2 separate regions of the Mus musculus genome follow, and region 2 is linked to region 1. The links are chromatin contacts, called in public promoter capture Hi-C maps. All regions are on one chromosome and are shown on one strand. Each heading gives the region's core, a stretch centred on a gene start, on an enhancer-like site or on the middle of the called end of the contact. The rest is flanking DNA. Distances are from core to core; before and after follow the strand shown.

Region 1 (4,010 bases), core at 756-3,255:
GCATCGGATCCCATTACAGGTGGTTGTGAGCCACCATGTGGTTGCTGGAAATTGAACTCAGGACCTTCGGAAGAGCAGTCAGTGCTCTTAACCACTGAAGCATCTCTCCAGCCCCACTTAATCTTTTGAGAGAGAGAGAGAGAGAGAGAGAGAGAGACAGAGAGACAGAGAGACAGAGAGAGACAGAGAGAGAGACAGAGAGAGAGAAAGAGAGAGAGTGTGTGTCTTGCTAGCAGTGAGCTACCATATCTGGATTTTACAGACGGGATGGCAGAGATCTAAACTCAGGTCACTAAGCTTGTGGAGCAAAGGCCTTTTGCTTGTGGTTGCTGGGGAATGAATTTAGGTCGTCATGCTTGGGCTATATAAACAGAGCTGTCTTCCTAGCCTGTTCCTTCCTCCTCCCCTCCTTTCTGTATCCCCCAACCCCTGCCTCCTTTTGTTTTGTTTTATTTTGTTTCTGCTATTTATCTCAGGCTGCCTTAGCCTCCAAAATGCTGGGATTACAGCTATGTACCATCCCGTCTGTCAGAATTCTTCATTTTAGTGTCCTAGATGTTCCCAAGGGTGCTGGCTAGTTTTATATCAACTTGACATAGTCTAGGGTCGTCTGAGAGGAAGGAACGTTGATTGAGACGAAGCCTCCATAAGATCTGTAGGCAAACCTCTATGTAGAACATTTCCTTAATTGATAGGGAAGGGCCCAGCCCATGGTTGGCGGGGGCCATCCCTGGGCTGCTGGTCCTAGGTTCTATAAGAAAGCCGGGGGCTGGTGAGATGGCTCAGTGGGTAAGAGCACCCGACTGCTCTTCCGAAGGTCCGGAGTTCAAATCCCAGCAACCACATGGTGGCTCACAACCATCCGTAACAAGATCTGACTCCCTCTTCTGGGGTGTCTGAAGACAGCTACAGTGTACTTACATATAATAAATAAATCTTAAAGAAAGAAAGAAAGAAAGAAAGAAAGAAAGAAAGCCGGTTTAGCAAGCCAGTGAGCAGCACCCCGTCCCCCGCCCCCCATGGCCTCTGCATCAGCTCTTGCCTCCAGGTTCCAGCCCGGTTTCAGTTCCTGCCTGGACTCCCTTCAATGATGGACTATGATATGGAAGTGTAAGTCAAACAGACCTTTTCCTCCCCGACCTGATTTTGGTCAGCATCAGGAAACTATTGCAAAATGTAATAATTACTGCTGCCGTTGAACACCGCCCCTCCCTGACTATAATCTTAATCGGCCCTCTATGATAGAGATGACTAACTCTGGATTCTAAAAAGAAACAAAATCTCACTTATCTACCGATCTCCTCCCCTCACCCCACTTCTTCAAGACTGGAGTATTAGAACTCTAATGTTCATCACGCCCCAGCTGTCGCTGACTTGTTCCTTTTCACGGACAAGATAGGGGGACTGAGGACAGCACAGACAGGGCCGCTAGACAGGGTCGGTCATCCTAGACTTTCGTTCTAAATCGGTCTAATTTCCCTAACGTTTCGCAAGGGCAGCCAGTAAAAACTCAAAGAATATTCTTAGAGGCAAAAACGAACGTTCTCTGAGTATCAAACGCTGGGAAAGTTGACAAAGAATATTTAAGATTCAGACCAAACCCTGCCAAACCATTTGAACGTGTGGAGAGATACACCCTCAACTCTAGCTCACTCTGAACTCAGTAATTAGAGTAGCGGCTCTGCATGACGTAACTCCACAGGCGCTCCAATCCCACGTGGGAGGAGCAGCTGCTCCCGCCTCTTAAGTGGGACGCTACGCCCCGTTCTCTCCGTGACCAGTCAAATACTGTCTTTTGGTTTCTTTCCCCCCCTTTTCCCGCCATCCAACCCTCCCATCTTGACCCTCTGGTCCAATCACGGAGGCCCTGCCATCCCAAGTCCTCTCTAGCTTCCCAAGTCTACGCGGCGCTGCCCCAACAGGCAGGGGCGGGGCGGGGCTTGAGGTCCCGGGGGGAGCACCATATATTACTGGGGGGGAGCTGGACCAGACACTGAGCTGCCTGCAGCTGCTCGGGCGGGCACTCCCAGAAGCTGCCCCATGGAGCACTCCCCTGAAGAGGGCGCCAGCCCCGAGCCGTCAGGGCAGCCCCCTGCCACGGACTCCACGCGGGACGGGGGCTCCGGGGTCCCACCTGCCGGCCCAGGTGCGGCGAGCGAGGCCCTGGCGGTGCTGACTTCCTTCGGGCGCCGCTTGTTGGTGCTGGTGCCGGTGTACCTGGCAGGGGCAGCGGGTCTTAGCGTAGGTTTCGTGCTTTTCGGCCTCGCCCTGTACTTGGGCTGGCGCCGGGTCCGCGATGGGAAAGAACGGAGCCTGAGGGCAGCGAGGCAGCTGCTGGATGACGAGGAGCGGATCACCGCAGAGACGCTTTATATGAGCCACCGGGAACTACCTGCCTGGGTGAGTTACCACTTCAGCCCTTGGTGCAGTATAGCTCTTCCTAGCCCCTCAACTTGGGGCTCTCCCACCCTACAAAGTCAGCTCCCCCACCTAGGACAGCGGGCCCCCAGACTTTGCATCGTCCCGTTAGCGCTTGTGTGCTGGGACGCACCACTCCTGGACGCGGCCACCCACTCTCCCCGCCCACCCTTGCCGCAGAGCGGATCCTTCCACGGAATCGGGACTTCTTCCTCCGTCTCCTCGGACTACAGCAGTACATCTGAGCTGCCGCTCCCAGCCAAGCGTGTAGAATGCTCGCTCCTCCTGACTTCTGGTGCCACTCGCGCCTTTGCCGCGCTGCCTCTGGGGATCCCTCCACCCCCCACCCCGCGATGGCTCAGAGGTTCCCCCGCCTTTGCTAGCGCTTTCAAGGCTTTTTATCTACTTCAGGGCATTAGGGTTTTCCGTTTCCTGCCTTGTCTCTAGGTACCCGCTGAGACCCAGCCCTGCAAGCATTGTTCCGCTGAGTCCCAGCACCTGGAAATGACCTATCGCGGTCGCCTTCCAGCCTCAAGCCAGCCGGGCTGCTGGGCTAAGGGAGGAGGAGGTTCTGGGAAGAGGGTAGTGCGGCAGCTGTAGTTCCCGCTGCTCCTTTTTACTCGTACCCAGGGCGGCCCCACCCTTTTCCGGACTGTGAGCAGCCTTCGCTCGCTCGTTTGCTCAGCCGACCCAGGCCCTCATTACTATACCCTGTCTCCTGGGCTGAAAAGATGCCTCCCTCTGACCTTGCTAAGCTGAGCGGGTTACCAACCCCTTTGGGGTACCCTCCCTACTCTTCTCACTTAGAGGTGACAGGTAGAGAGAGGCAGACACCAGTCACACTTGCCATTCCCTGGAGAGAAAAGAAGAAGAAACGGTTTCATGTGCCCTAAGTAGCAACTGTTATTGCTACTCTTTATCCTTGGAATTAACCCAACACCTCCCTACCTCCGTGTACAGCACAGGTGTCCTTTCCCACTCAGGAAGAAAGAGAAAGGAGCTAGGGAGGAAAGGAATGAGGGAGAGAGTGCGGAGGCTTGCGCAGGCACTAGCGCACCAGCGCACCAGGCCTAAGACTTCCTGCCAGTCTCTAGGTTATCAGGGTTTGGTTTCTTCTTCACCTTCTTATACTGGAGCCCACGCCCGGTCCCAGGGGAGCAGGGAAGGCTGGACAAAGGAACTAGGACTTCTTCATCCCAGGATTCCCCGGAGTTCTGATTTGACAGGATCTCCTCCTGAAAGAATGTACCCTTCTCTTCAAGACTCCTCCCCCTCCCCCTCCTTGGCCCCAGAAGCTGCCATTTCGCATCTCTGAGCTAGCTGAAGCATCTCTATGTGGCCCCACATCCTACCCACTCCCCTTATTAAAGAAGCCTCAGTGTCCCCAAGTTCTAAGGAAAGAATTCTCCCACCCCCGGGATTGTATGCTTGGATCTGTGTTGAAACTTTTTTCTTACTGGGCGTGGTGACACGCCTTTAATCCTAGCACTTGGGAGGCAGAAGCAGGTGGATTTTTGTGAACTGGAGGACATCTTGGTCTTTATAGTGAGTTCCTGGTCAGCCAGGGCTACATATTGAAACCCTATCTACAA
Region 2 (4,010 bases), core at 626-3,125, 150 kb before region 1:
ATTTCCAAAAAAAAAAAAATTATTAAATTAACTTTGATTGATCAAGTAGCTTCTATCCCAAAAAGAAACATTTCTGCCCAGACCTGTTTCTTATTTCTGCTTGAAGCCCTCCAATCTGTCATAGTCTAAAGGACTGAAATACAGAAAATGAAAACATAAGAGACTGATTGTAGGCACGAGGGTTCTAAGTGAGAAAGGATGTTTAGAGAGCCAGCCAGTTAGAGTCAGGCAGCCCTTAAGTTTCCAGGCCAGTCCTAATTGCCATCTGTGGGCCTTTGTCAAGTCAGCAGTGCCTCAGTCTCTCCAGCTGTGCAATGAAGAGACTGTGGAGGTTGAGCCAGGTGTGTGGCACACACCTAGTATTCCCAACACCTGGAAGTAGAGGTCCATCTGCACTACAGGAGATAGTAGCTCCCTAAAATAAAGGTGGTGCATTAGTAGATGGACGGAGAAACCATACCAAGTACATATTTGACAGGGTCTTTGTGTACAATCATGGCCGGCCTCAGCTGGAATCATACTCTGGCACTGTAACACCAACTGAAACTTTATTTTCAACAACAGGGCCTGGATGTGCCCTTTACATTAATCCCAGCACTCTGGAGACAGAGGCAGGCAGATCTCTGTGAGTTCCAGGCCATCCTAGTCTACACAGTAAGTTCTAGGACAGTCAGGGCTACACAGAAACCCTGCCTCAAAAAATAAAAACAAAAACAGAACCAACCTTTCGGATGATAATCTGCAAAGGCTGAAAACCTTTCCACTCCCAAAAACGTTAGAGTCAATATCACCTATTCACTATCACGTCCCCTTTTCTGAGTACACTTCCCTGTTCAGGATTCTTAGCCCAATTCCTCAAAAAACAAAAACCAAAAACAATCAAAAAACATAAATGGACAAAGATGAACTTCCAGATGTAAAAGTTTGTTCTAAGTTGATGCGACTGTAGCTCAACCCTCTGGTCTCTAGAGGGCAGTCTATGAATGTTTGTTCCCGGAGCCCAAAGTGAATGTCAAAATTTCAATCTCTAGTAAATGATTAAGAGTAATAGCAAATTTTTCTATCATTGTCCTTTACCTTTTATATACAAGACTACAATGTTTATACTTTTGTTAAACTGCCCTTTTTTCTTGTTTAAGTAGACGCTTTTTAAAAAATTCATCACGCAGACTTTGGTGCATGCTTTTAAGTGAGGTACTCGAGGCAGAGACAGACAAATCTACCTCCGGAGTTCCGGATCAGCAGGGTCTACAAAGCTAGATTCAGACCAGCCAGAGCTACATAGTGAGACCTTGTCTCAAATAAAACATGGTTTTTCGGTATTGCTGTTTTCACACTTCAGAAATCCACTCTGGGAATCGTTGAGCCACTATTTTGGGCATCATTTCTGCCGTTATTCCTGGCCTTGCTTTCCCTAGGACTCAACGTTGCAACACCGAACTACCGAGGCGCGGGACAAAACCCTGGGTTTTCCCCGGGAATGTGGTCCCCATTCTCGTGGCCACCTTTCAAGGCCTTGTCACCTTCCACTGTCTAGATACAGAGCATCAGTTGTGCCTCACAATTCCCTACGGAGCTGCGGTCTGCTCTGGTCACCAGTGTGTGACCCCGGTCCCCGGGAGGCAGAGGCCTGTACCATCCAGGACCCGGCGACGCCCCGCCCCCCAGCTTCGCAACCCCGCGACCCGGCGACCCGGCGACCCGGCGACCCGGCGACCCGGCGACCCGGCGACCCGGCGACCGGGCGACAGTTGACAGTCCTCGTCAAGAGCAGCTGCAAAGCTAGGGGCCAATAGCTGCGGAGCCGGCGAGGGGCGTCAGGACGCCTGCACAAACTGTACACGTCACGGCCGAGCCCCGCCCCGCCCCGCCCCTCCGCTCTGGGCCGCTCTAGCCCTGCACGGGGCGGGTGAAATTGTTCCGCTGCCGACATCCAGCCGGGTAAGGGGACTGCGACCGGGAGAGAAAGGAGGGAGGGCAACGGTGGGACCAAGGCGGCCAGTGCCGCCAAATCTTGGAGTAACTTGGAGCAACCTCCAAATCTTAGCAGTAGCAAAAGAACCAGTATCTCCATATATGATGTCGGTGTGCTCCTGGGGTCGCAGGCTGGTGTTCTGTCCGAATTCTGGACAGACACACCCTCCTACCTAAAGTGTCTCAGAGAGTAAGGACTACTCTTGCACCACGGAGTAGCATTTCGGTATTTAGCAGGCCGCTCCTCCCAAACCTGGAACGGGGCTGGTAAAAAGCAGGTTGCTGAAATTAAGAGTAGATGGCAGGAAGAGTAGGGATCCCCGTGGCCCAGGCGTAAAGAGGAGAAAAATTCGCCTTTTCCATCTTCCTTCGCCATTTGTAAGAGTCCCATCCCTAGCATCTCAGCAACCAGCGGCTTCTTACTACTCTCCACTTTGACCATCCTAGGTCAGAGAGGCACTAGGTTGTGAGGAAGACACCTCAGCAGGACAGAGAGCAGAAAAATTAACTTCCTTCTCTAGCCCATCCCCTGACACCCTGGCCATTGACTCTGCTCAGTTTGCTGAGATCACTAGAATGCCATAGACTACGAGGTCAGGGTGGAGACTCTGAATTGAGGTTCAGTTCTCAGATGGGGTATTTATTTTAGAAGGGTGGAGGGAGAAAAGAGGAAAGGTCTGAGTGAATGTTATTACTTGTTTACTCTTCGTATCAGTTCCTCTGGGTAGAGATGAGGATACAAGTTCAGAGAGGCCCGCTGTGTTGCCATGGGAGCTGGTTAATGACAAGGCCTGGTTTTGCAAACCCCAGGCAGTTTGCTTCCAGGATTCTGGCTCCTTCACCCCATTAGGTTGCAGCCACCTCTTGTCTGTTTTCATCAGTCTCAATTTAGAAGTAATTATAAAATAGGGGCTGAGGATATGACTCAGTGGTAGAGTTATAATATTCTCAAGACCTTAGGTTCAATACACAGCATCATTAGAAAAAAAATTGGCAAACCTCTAATCTGTCCTTTAGTCCCTTTGCCTGGGGCATTGTTCTTTCTAGAAGCCTCTGTACCTTTCCATCCCCACTCCACCCCCATTCCTTTCGGCACAGTGTGTCTCTGAAGTGCTCCAAGTGTACTCTTAAGAACACATTTGGACCATGCACTCTCAGGTCTCCCAAACATGGGGTTTTCTTGGTTTGAAACCTAGAATCTATCTTCTTGTTGTAGGTCTTGCCACGATGCTGCTGCAGCTATACAGATCCGTGGTTGTGAGGCTTCCACAGGCCATCAGGTAGGTTTTCCCAAGCCAGTACTTATCTCCTAGCCTATCTCATAATTATCTTATCTGGTAGATATTTATCTTATCTGACACATAATATAGTACAGTATTGGAGGAAAGAGAAAGCCATATTTCGCTGGTCCTACCCATCCGGAAGAAACCAAATTCCAATTGCAAACTGGTGACTAATGAGGGAGAGGTGACTGACCACACTACTTCACTGGTGCTTTCTTGGGACGTTCTGTGCTACTAATATCTCTGTCTTCCAGAGTCAAGTCAACCCCCTTGAGGCTCTGCATTCAAGCATGCTCCACAAATGATTCACTTGAGCCCCAGCATCCCAGCCTTACCTTTTCTGATGATAACTCAAGGACTCGGAGATGGAAAGTCATGGGGACCCTGTTAGGCCTGGGTGTGGTGCTGGTCTACCATGAGCATCGGTGTAGGGTAAGTGGGAAAAGAGCTTCCATGCCGGAACAAAGGGATCTTATAGGCTCTGTCTTCATGAACTGTAGAAATACAACCTGCTCCCTTAATTTCCCAGACTGACTGTGGATGGGGTCAGAATGACCTAAAGTGAGTTAATAGTCTCTTCCTTTTGCTTTCTCCCTCCTCAACCCTCAGGCTTCTCAGGAGTCACCACGGATGTACTCTAAAGAGGATGTGCGTTCTCACAACAACCCTAAAACTGGAGTCTGGGTAACTCTAGGCTCTGAGGTCTTCGATGTCACAAAATTTGTGGACCTGCATCCAGGAGGACCATCAAAA

The links. Capture Hi-C pulls out chosen DNA fragments and counts their contacts.
Region 2: a promoter capture Hi-C map of adipose tissue shows a contact between it and region 1. The contact joins the promoter of Suox here to the promoter of Esyt1 in region 1. A contact is called at or near these places in 2 of 39 promoter capture datasets (embryonic stem cells and neural stem cells), 1 of 15 datasets of contacts at CTCF or cohesin (large pre-B cells), 6 of 484 Hi-C or Micro-C datasets (B cells, the N1E-115 cell line, Th1 cells and 1 more), 8 of 115 datasets of contacts at active chromatin or transcription factors (bone marrow-derived macrophages, embryonic hindbrain, embryonic stem cells and 2 more) and 4 of 9 other capture datasets (adipose tissue, embryonic stem cells, liver and 1 more).

What each region holds. Positions count from the first base shown.
Region 1 is chr10:128,523,854-128,527,863 of GRCm38.p6, reverse strand. Esyt1 (extended synaptotagmin-like protein 1) reads left to right here and starts at 2,005. Exons shown (of 31, transcript NM_011843.2): 1 at 2,005-2,400. The coding sequence starts at 2,041.
Region 2 is chr10:128,671,783-128,675,792 of GRCm38.p6, reverse strand. Suox (sulfite oxidase) reads left to right here and starts at 1,875. Exons shown (of 4, transcript NM_173733.3): 1 at 1,875-1,941; 2 at 3,191-3,254; 3 at 3,512-3,689; 4 at 3,867-4,010. The coding sequence starts at 3,202.